Linked DNA regions of Sus scrofa: region 2 is linked to region 1. A link is a contact called in public promoter capture Hi-C data. All regions are on one chromosome and are shown on one strand. Each heading gives the region's core, a stretch centred on a gene start, on an enhancer-like site or on the middle of the called end of the contact. The rest is flanking DNA. Distances are from core to core; before and after follow the strand shown. Region 1 holds the start of CDK9 (cyclin dependent kinase 9). Region 2 holds the start of ST6GALNAC6 (alpha-N-acetylgalactosaminide alpha-2,6-sialyltransferase 6).

Region 1 (2,852 bases), core at 171-2,670:
GAGGATCTTGATTTCCCGCAAGGCCGTGATGGGGAACTGGGTGAGAGAAAGACAAGGAGGTCAAGAGCGGGAGAGCACACTACTGACCCAGGAACTGGCCATGGGATCCACAGTAAGGGTCGAAGGTTGGGAGACAGAGTCAAATCGTGGGCTCTGAAATGAGCTGCCTCAGATGCCATATTTAGAACACGGGCATACTAGTAGAAAGTACCCCTTCGGGAGCTGGTTTCAGACGATGACTTGAAGTTTTGCTACTTCACACAAATGCTTTATGACTAGCCATTAAATGCTGCACGGTTTCTTTAAACTCATAATGTAGAGCTCTGCACCCGTGTTTAACCTGTTACATGGTTAACAAGACAAAAAATAAAGAAGCAGGTCTTTGGGAAACTGGACTAGAGCTACGATGGGGGGGGGAGCATTTCAATTGAATACCAGTTACTCTTTTAGGGCTATGACATATGATTTTTTTTTTTAAACATTCGACAAAAGTAAAGCCCAAAGGAAAAGTGTTTAAAAACTTCCTAACTTCAGGAACCAGGGTGCACTCAGTGCAAGCATGAGCTCCCCCTCCTGGCACCAACCACGTGCACCTGAGAATGAAACATCAAACTCTTTAAAACATTTGAATTAAAAGATTTAACCTGAAAGTCAGATTCCATAGAACACAGAAATTCCTAAACACATAAATTCAACCTCAGCATGAAAGTCCCAGAAGCAGGGTGGAAACCCAACCTCTGCCCAAGGGACCTAGCAGGCCTGCCCACCCGCCCCGTACTCACCCCCTCCTTCTCGTTCTCCATCAGTACCTTCTTCAGAGCCACCTTTTGGCCGGTCTTGCGGTGCTTTGCCTTAAACACCTCCCTGCAGGCCGAAAGGGGGACCCAAGAGGACTCTTGAGGCCGTTTCCGCAGGGCCCGCCCCGCCCCCACCAGAGGAGGGCAGGAAAGGGAATCCCGGGCGGGGCTGGGCCGGGTACAGAGGGCCCTCGGCTACACCAACGCGCGGTATCTTCGGTCCCTCTCCGAGCCTCTATTTCCTTCCCTTTGCCCTTTCTCCTCACCCAGGCGCCGCTGCTGGGAGAGATCCCGCTCCACTCACAGGCTCCTCTCTGCAACCCCTCCCTGCCTCCCATCAAGGGCCTCAGGCTCCTCCCCGCCAGCCGGCTCGGTCAGGCACGGGCGGGCTGCGGTGCGGCCTAGCGAGACCAGGGGACAAGTTTGCGGCTAGGTGGCTTCCCAACCAACTGGACACGGGCCTGGGCGTCTCGACATCGGTCCAGAGGGGTGCAGGCTCAGGGCTCCTGGTCCCTGGGGGCCCAGCCTTACCCGAAGGTGCCTTGGCCGATTTTAGCGAGCTTCTCATATTTGGTCACCTCATCACAAAAGGGGCACTCCACCGAGTCGTACTGCTTTGCCATGGCCGCCTCCAGTGCGCCGCCGCCACCTCCAGCCGCCGCTGCCGCCGCCGCTCCCGCTCCGGGTCCCGCCGCCGTGCTCCAGGCCCCTCCGCGGCCGCGCCACTTCCGCCTCCACGGCCACTTCCGGCCCCGCGGCGCCGACCCCGCCTCTTCCGTCCGCCGTCCGCCGCCAGGCCCCCTGGGACTTGTAGTTCCCGGGAGGCCAGGAGGAGCCGGAGCTGCAGAGGCGCCTCCGCCACCGCCGCTGCCCCCGCCTCCGCCGCCGCCAGTGCTGGCGGCGGCCCCGATCGGGGGCGCGGGGAGCCGGGGCGCCGGGGCTGGGGCTCGGGGTGGTGCGTCCCGCTGCATCGGCTCGGGCCGCCGCTGCTGCCGAAGCCGCTGCCGCTCTGGCGCCCGATCCGGGGCCAGCCGCAGTGCCCTGCTCCTCCTCCTCCGACGGCGCCGCCTCCGCCAGGCTGCGCGGGGCGGCGGGAGGGGGGCGCCCCCCAAGCCTCGGCCTGGGGGCTCCCTGGCCGGGCCCGGGCCCGGGGCGGCCGGACGAGGGGGCCAGACGGAAAGAGCCGACGAGGAGGCGGCCCGAGAGCCCGGGAGGGGGCGCGTTATAAAGGGGGAGGTGCCCCGGCCTCGCCCTCCCCTCCCCCTCCGCCCGCCCCCTCCCTCCTCCCTCCCACCCTTCGCGGCCGCACCTGCCGCCGCTGCCGCCGCCGCCGCCGCCGCCGCCACTGCCGCCCGCCCGCCCGCTGTCCGCCCGCCGCCCTCGGCGCGTCACCGCCCGCGGCCCCTCCTCCGCCTTCGGAGGTGGGGCCCCGCGCTCCACACCTGGCTGCTGGGCGACTCGCCGCGTGCCTCAGTTTACCCACACATGCCAGCAGCTTCAGGGAACCCCTTCCTTCCCAGCTCCGGGTGCCCCCCTACAGGCAAAGGAGGGAGGCGCCGAGGAAGCAGCCTCGGGTCCAGAGAGGAGAGAACGGCCCCCACCGCCCGCCTCTCCGGGCCCCCGCCGGCCGCCGTTGATATGGCAACCGATGGCCGCCAGGGGGCGCGGCGACATTGGAGGCGGCAAGCGAGCAACTCCCGGGCCCCCTATTCTCTGGGAGGCAGGGATGAGGCCCAGGACCCCCGTCCCAGCTGAGCTGTGCCCAAGATGGTCGTGCCTGGGTCGGTAGTCACAAAAGTAGCCAGCATTTATTCGACAACCCTTGTGTGTTCAGCAAGTGCTGGGCATTCCTGCGGAATCCTGAATCAACAGCCCCATAAGTTAGGGTCACTAACCCATTTTATAGAAGAGCACATCGAGGCTCAGAGAGGTGAAATCATTTGCCCGAGGTTACACAGTGACAAAGCTGGGACTCGAACCTTGTCTGTCTGAATTTGAAAAGGATTCTCTGACTCAGGCTATTTACAGTCTGTCCAGGAGTATAGCAGTGGTACT
Region 2 (3,183 bases), core at 345-2,844, 110 kb before region 1:
AGTTTACCCAGGGTGACTGCTGGGTGTCGGGCACTGGAGGCCCCCGGGTAGGGACGCCCCTGAAACTCTGCTGATTCCAAGCGTCCTTACGCTCTGGGACTCAGTTTCTCCATCCCAGTCGTGGTGCCAGTAAACAGAGGTAGAAGTGGGCCTGACCCACACTAAAGGTTCCCCGAGGCCTGTTGTTATTGTCCATACAGGCTGCCCAGAGGCGTAATCGAGGCGCTCCGGTGCCCGGGGACCCGGGGTCGCCTCGCTCACCCACTCCCCGCTTGCACCGCCCGGGGGCGGAGCCATCCGCGGCCCCTCAAGGCTCCGCCTGCCTCCCAGGCCTGGGCCCCAGCGGCGAGCGGCGGCGCTAGGACCCGGCGGGCCGGGGCTGCGGCGGGGCCTGGGCGGCCAGAGGAGCGCGGACCCCGGCTCTCGGCTCCCGGCGCCACGTGAGGGGGCTCGGGGGCCGCCGGGGGCCGGGCGCTCCCCCGGGGAGGTGAGCGGGCGCCGCGCGGGGGCGGGCAGCGGGAAGGGGGCGCTGTCAGCGCCCCTGGTGTGGGGGGTCGGGAGCCGCTGAGGATGGAGATTGATGCGGGGGCCCCCGGGGCTCCTTTAGACCCACTCACTCTTGGCAACTGCGCCTGGAGATCCTGGCCCTCGCGCCCAAGGGCTGTCGTGGGGTTCGCGGGGCCTCCTGCCGCTGACTTCCCCCTTAGAGCTCGGAGACCCTGCCGCCTTCCTGCCTCCCTTCTCTCCCCAGCTGAGGCTGGAGCTCTGGACTCCCCAGAGTGCTGGAGCTGGGGGGGAGGTCAGGGGAGTCGGTGCGCAGAGGGTGAGTCGCCCCCCTCCCAGGTGGACCCACGGTTTCGGGCCCCCCCCATTTGGAAATAGGAGCTCCCCTCCCCCGACTTCGGGGAGCTCTCCTCCCACGCGGCTCATCGGGGTGTCCTGACCCTGCAGGACTCCCTGAGCTAGGAGAAGCAAAGCCCCCAAACAGAGGGCAGGGTGTGGCCCCCACCGGTTAGCCCATGATTCAGCCCCTCGGCGCGGCCCACCTTGGGGCCGAGACCACGCTTCTGGCTCAGAGCTCTGGGCTGCAGCCTCCCTAGCCTGAGCAAGTTGCTCCCCAACACGCCTGCTCCCTGCTGCTGGGCCGGGGGCTGGGCGCACAGTCGTGGCGTCTGGTCAGTTCCAGCCCTGAGGGATCCTTGAGGGAGATCTGGTCAGGCTCAACCCTGGGACCAGGAAAAAGGTTCCCCAGCAAGCTCTGGACAGTGCTCTGCTCTCTGAACCTCAGTCTTCTCGTCTGTGAAGTGGGGATAAGAGCCCCTACTGTGCAGAATTACCAGGAAGACTCAGTGAGTGGGTGGTGCTTAGCAAGGGCTCGGCCTTCATTGATATTAGAGGGAAGTTTCCCGGCTAGGCATCAGAGGATTGGGGCAAGCTCATGGACAGGCAGGCCTTGAACAATGAATAACCAGAAAACTAACAGTGGCTGGCACTGACCAAGCACTTTCAAACCCTTGCCATATCTGCTTGAAGCCTAACAACCTTGTGAGTTACCTATTCTTATTATTCCATTTCACAGATGAGGAAACTGAGGCTCAGAGAGGTCCCATGGCTTGTCCGAGGCCCCTCAGCCAGTAAGTGGTGGAACCGGGATTCCCACTTGAACTTGAGAAGCTGTACTGATCACGGCCTACTCAGAGCAGGACTGTGATGGGGCCGACCAAGGGTACAGTGGCCCTGGCTGAGGGCACTGCTCAGGCAAAGGTGGGCAAGTGGGGGCTGGGCCTGGGAACTGGAGTGCTCCTGGTGTGTCTGGGAGCTTAGTGAAGGAAAGGGAGTGAGAGAGGAGGCTCAGCTCAGAGAGGCAGCTGGAATGCCAGAGGCGTCCGGGCAGATGGGGGACCCAGGGATTCTGGACGACTTTTGCCCTAAGGGGCTATGAGACCAAGGACACGCCGCACCTCCCTTCTGATGAGCCTCAGTTTCCTGATCTGGACCGCAGGGACCGGACCCGATGAGAGTCGCCGATGAAAGTCGCGGGGCCTCCCCGACTGGCTTTGAAGTCTGGCTGCAGCGAAACCTGAAGCAGGGCTTGGAGGCGGTGGGGGGGGGGTCCCAGGAGAGGGGGCGGGGTTGGGCAGTGGGAGGGGCTAGGGCCTAACCAATCAGGAGTGGCGTGGGGGCACCTCCTTTGGCCTGGGGTTCTCCGGCTCTTCCTGGTGACAGCGTAGGAGTAAACAGCTGCTAGGTCAGGGGGCGGAGATAGTGGCGGGAGCTGGGAGGCCTCGGAGGGGAGGACGAAGCTGGGGAGCCCCTGGGCCCCAGTTTCTCCCTCTTGGTGCTCTCCTTCTCTTAGTGGCTTCTGGCCTCGATTCTGCTGGAGGTGGCTGGACACAAGTACTTTCTCCCTTTTGACAGGTGGGGACATTGAGATCTGCAGAGAAGTTGCGCCCTGCGTGGATTGGGGGGCGGGGTCTTTTGGGGAGGGAGGAGCAGAGGTGACCGAGGCCCCTGGGGCTGGGGCACGAGGGAAAGGCTACCCAAGGCTGCTTGGTCCCCAGAGACACCGCCCCCCCCCGCCCCCCGCCTCTGAGGGTGGGGCTGTGATTATAGCCATCGGACAGATGACTCTGAGCCCTTAACCCCCAAGATCTTACTTAATAATGAGCGAAGTCAAAACGAAAAAAATAACCAACAACGAAGTCCTTCAGTGGTCCTCCTGCATCCATCTCCAGGGCCCTGGAGCACAGTGGAGAATGTGAGTGAGGCCCTGTGCCGCCTGCGCCCTCAGAGAGCTCTCAGCCCATCGGGGAGGTGGCACACGGGACATTCTGGCCCACCCTAGGCTTGCAGGATGAGTTGCCTGAGCAGGGTACTGGTGGGTGTCCCAGTCAGAGGGACCACTGTATGCGAGACCCAGAAGGGTGTAAGCGCTGAGGAATTTGGGACCCTACAAGGAATGTTGCTTTATTTCAAAGCCTCGGGAACAAAAAGGCAGGAGTTTCCAATGTGGCTCAACAGGTTAAGAACCCCACGAGTATCCATGAGGATGCAGGTTCGATCCCTGGCCCCGCTCAGTGGGTTAATGATCTGGCCTTGCCATGAGCTGCAGTGTAGGTCACAGATGTGGCACTGCTGTGGTTGTGGTGTAAGCTGGCAGCTGCAGCTCCCATTTGACCTCTA

What was found. Promoter capture Hi-C pulls out the DNA fragments that hold promoters and counts their contacts.
Region 2: a contact with region 1 is called in a promoter capture Hi-C map of liver, with 2.8 times the contacts expected there. The contact joins the promoter of ST6GALNAC6 here to the promoter of CDK9 in region 1. A contact is called at or near these places in 2 of 5 promoter capture datasets (fetal skeletal muscle and liver), 2 of 47 Hi-C or Micro-C datasets (blood and epiblast stem cells) and 1 of 2 datasets of contacts at active chromatin or transcription factors (skeletal muscle).

The regions. Positions count from the first base shown.
Region 1 is chr1:268,275,651-268,278,502 of Sscrofa11.1, reverse strand. CDK9 (cyclin dependent kinase 9) reads right to left here and starts at 1,420. Exons shown (of 7, transcript NM_001166044.1): 1 at 1,329-1,420; 2 at 783-864; 3 at 1-36. The coding sequence starts at 1,420.
Region 2 is chr1:268,381,970-268,385,152 of Sscrofa11.1, reverse strand. It overlaps ST6GALNAC6 (alpha-N-acetylgalactosaminide alpha-2,6-sialyltransferase 6), which reads left to right and starts at 1,594. Exons shown (of 8, transcript XM_021069422.1): 1 at 1,594-1,634; 2 at 2,651-2,758. The coding sequence starts at 1,609.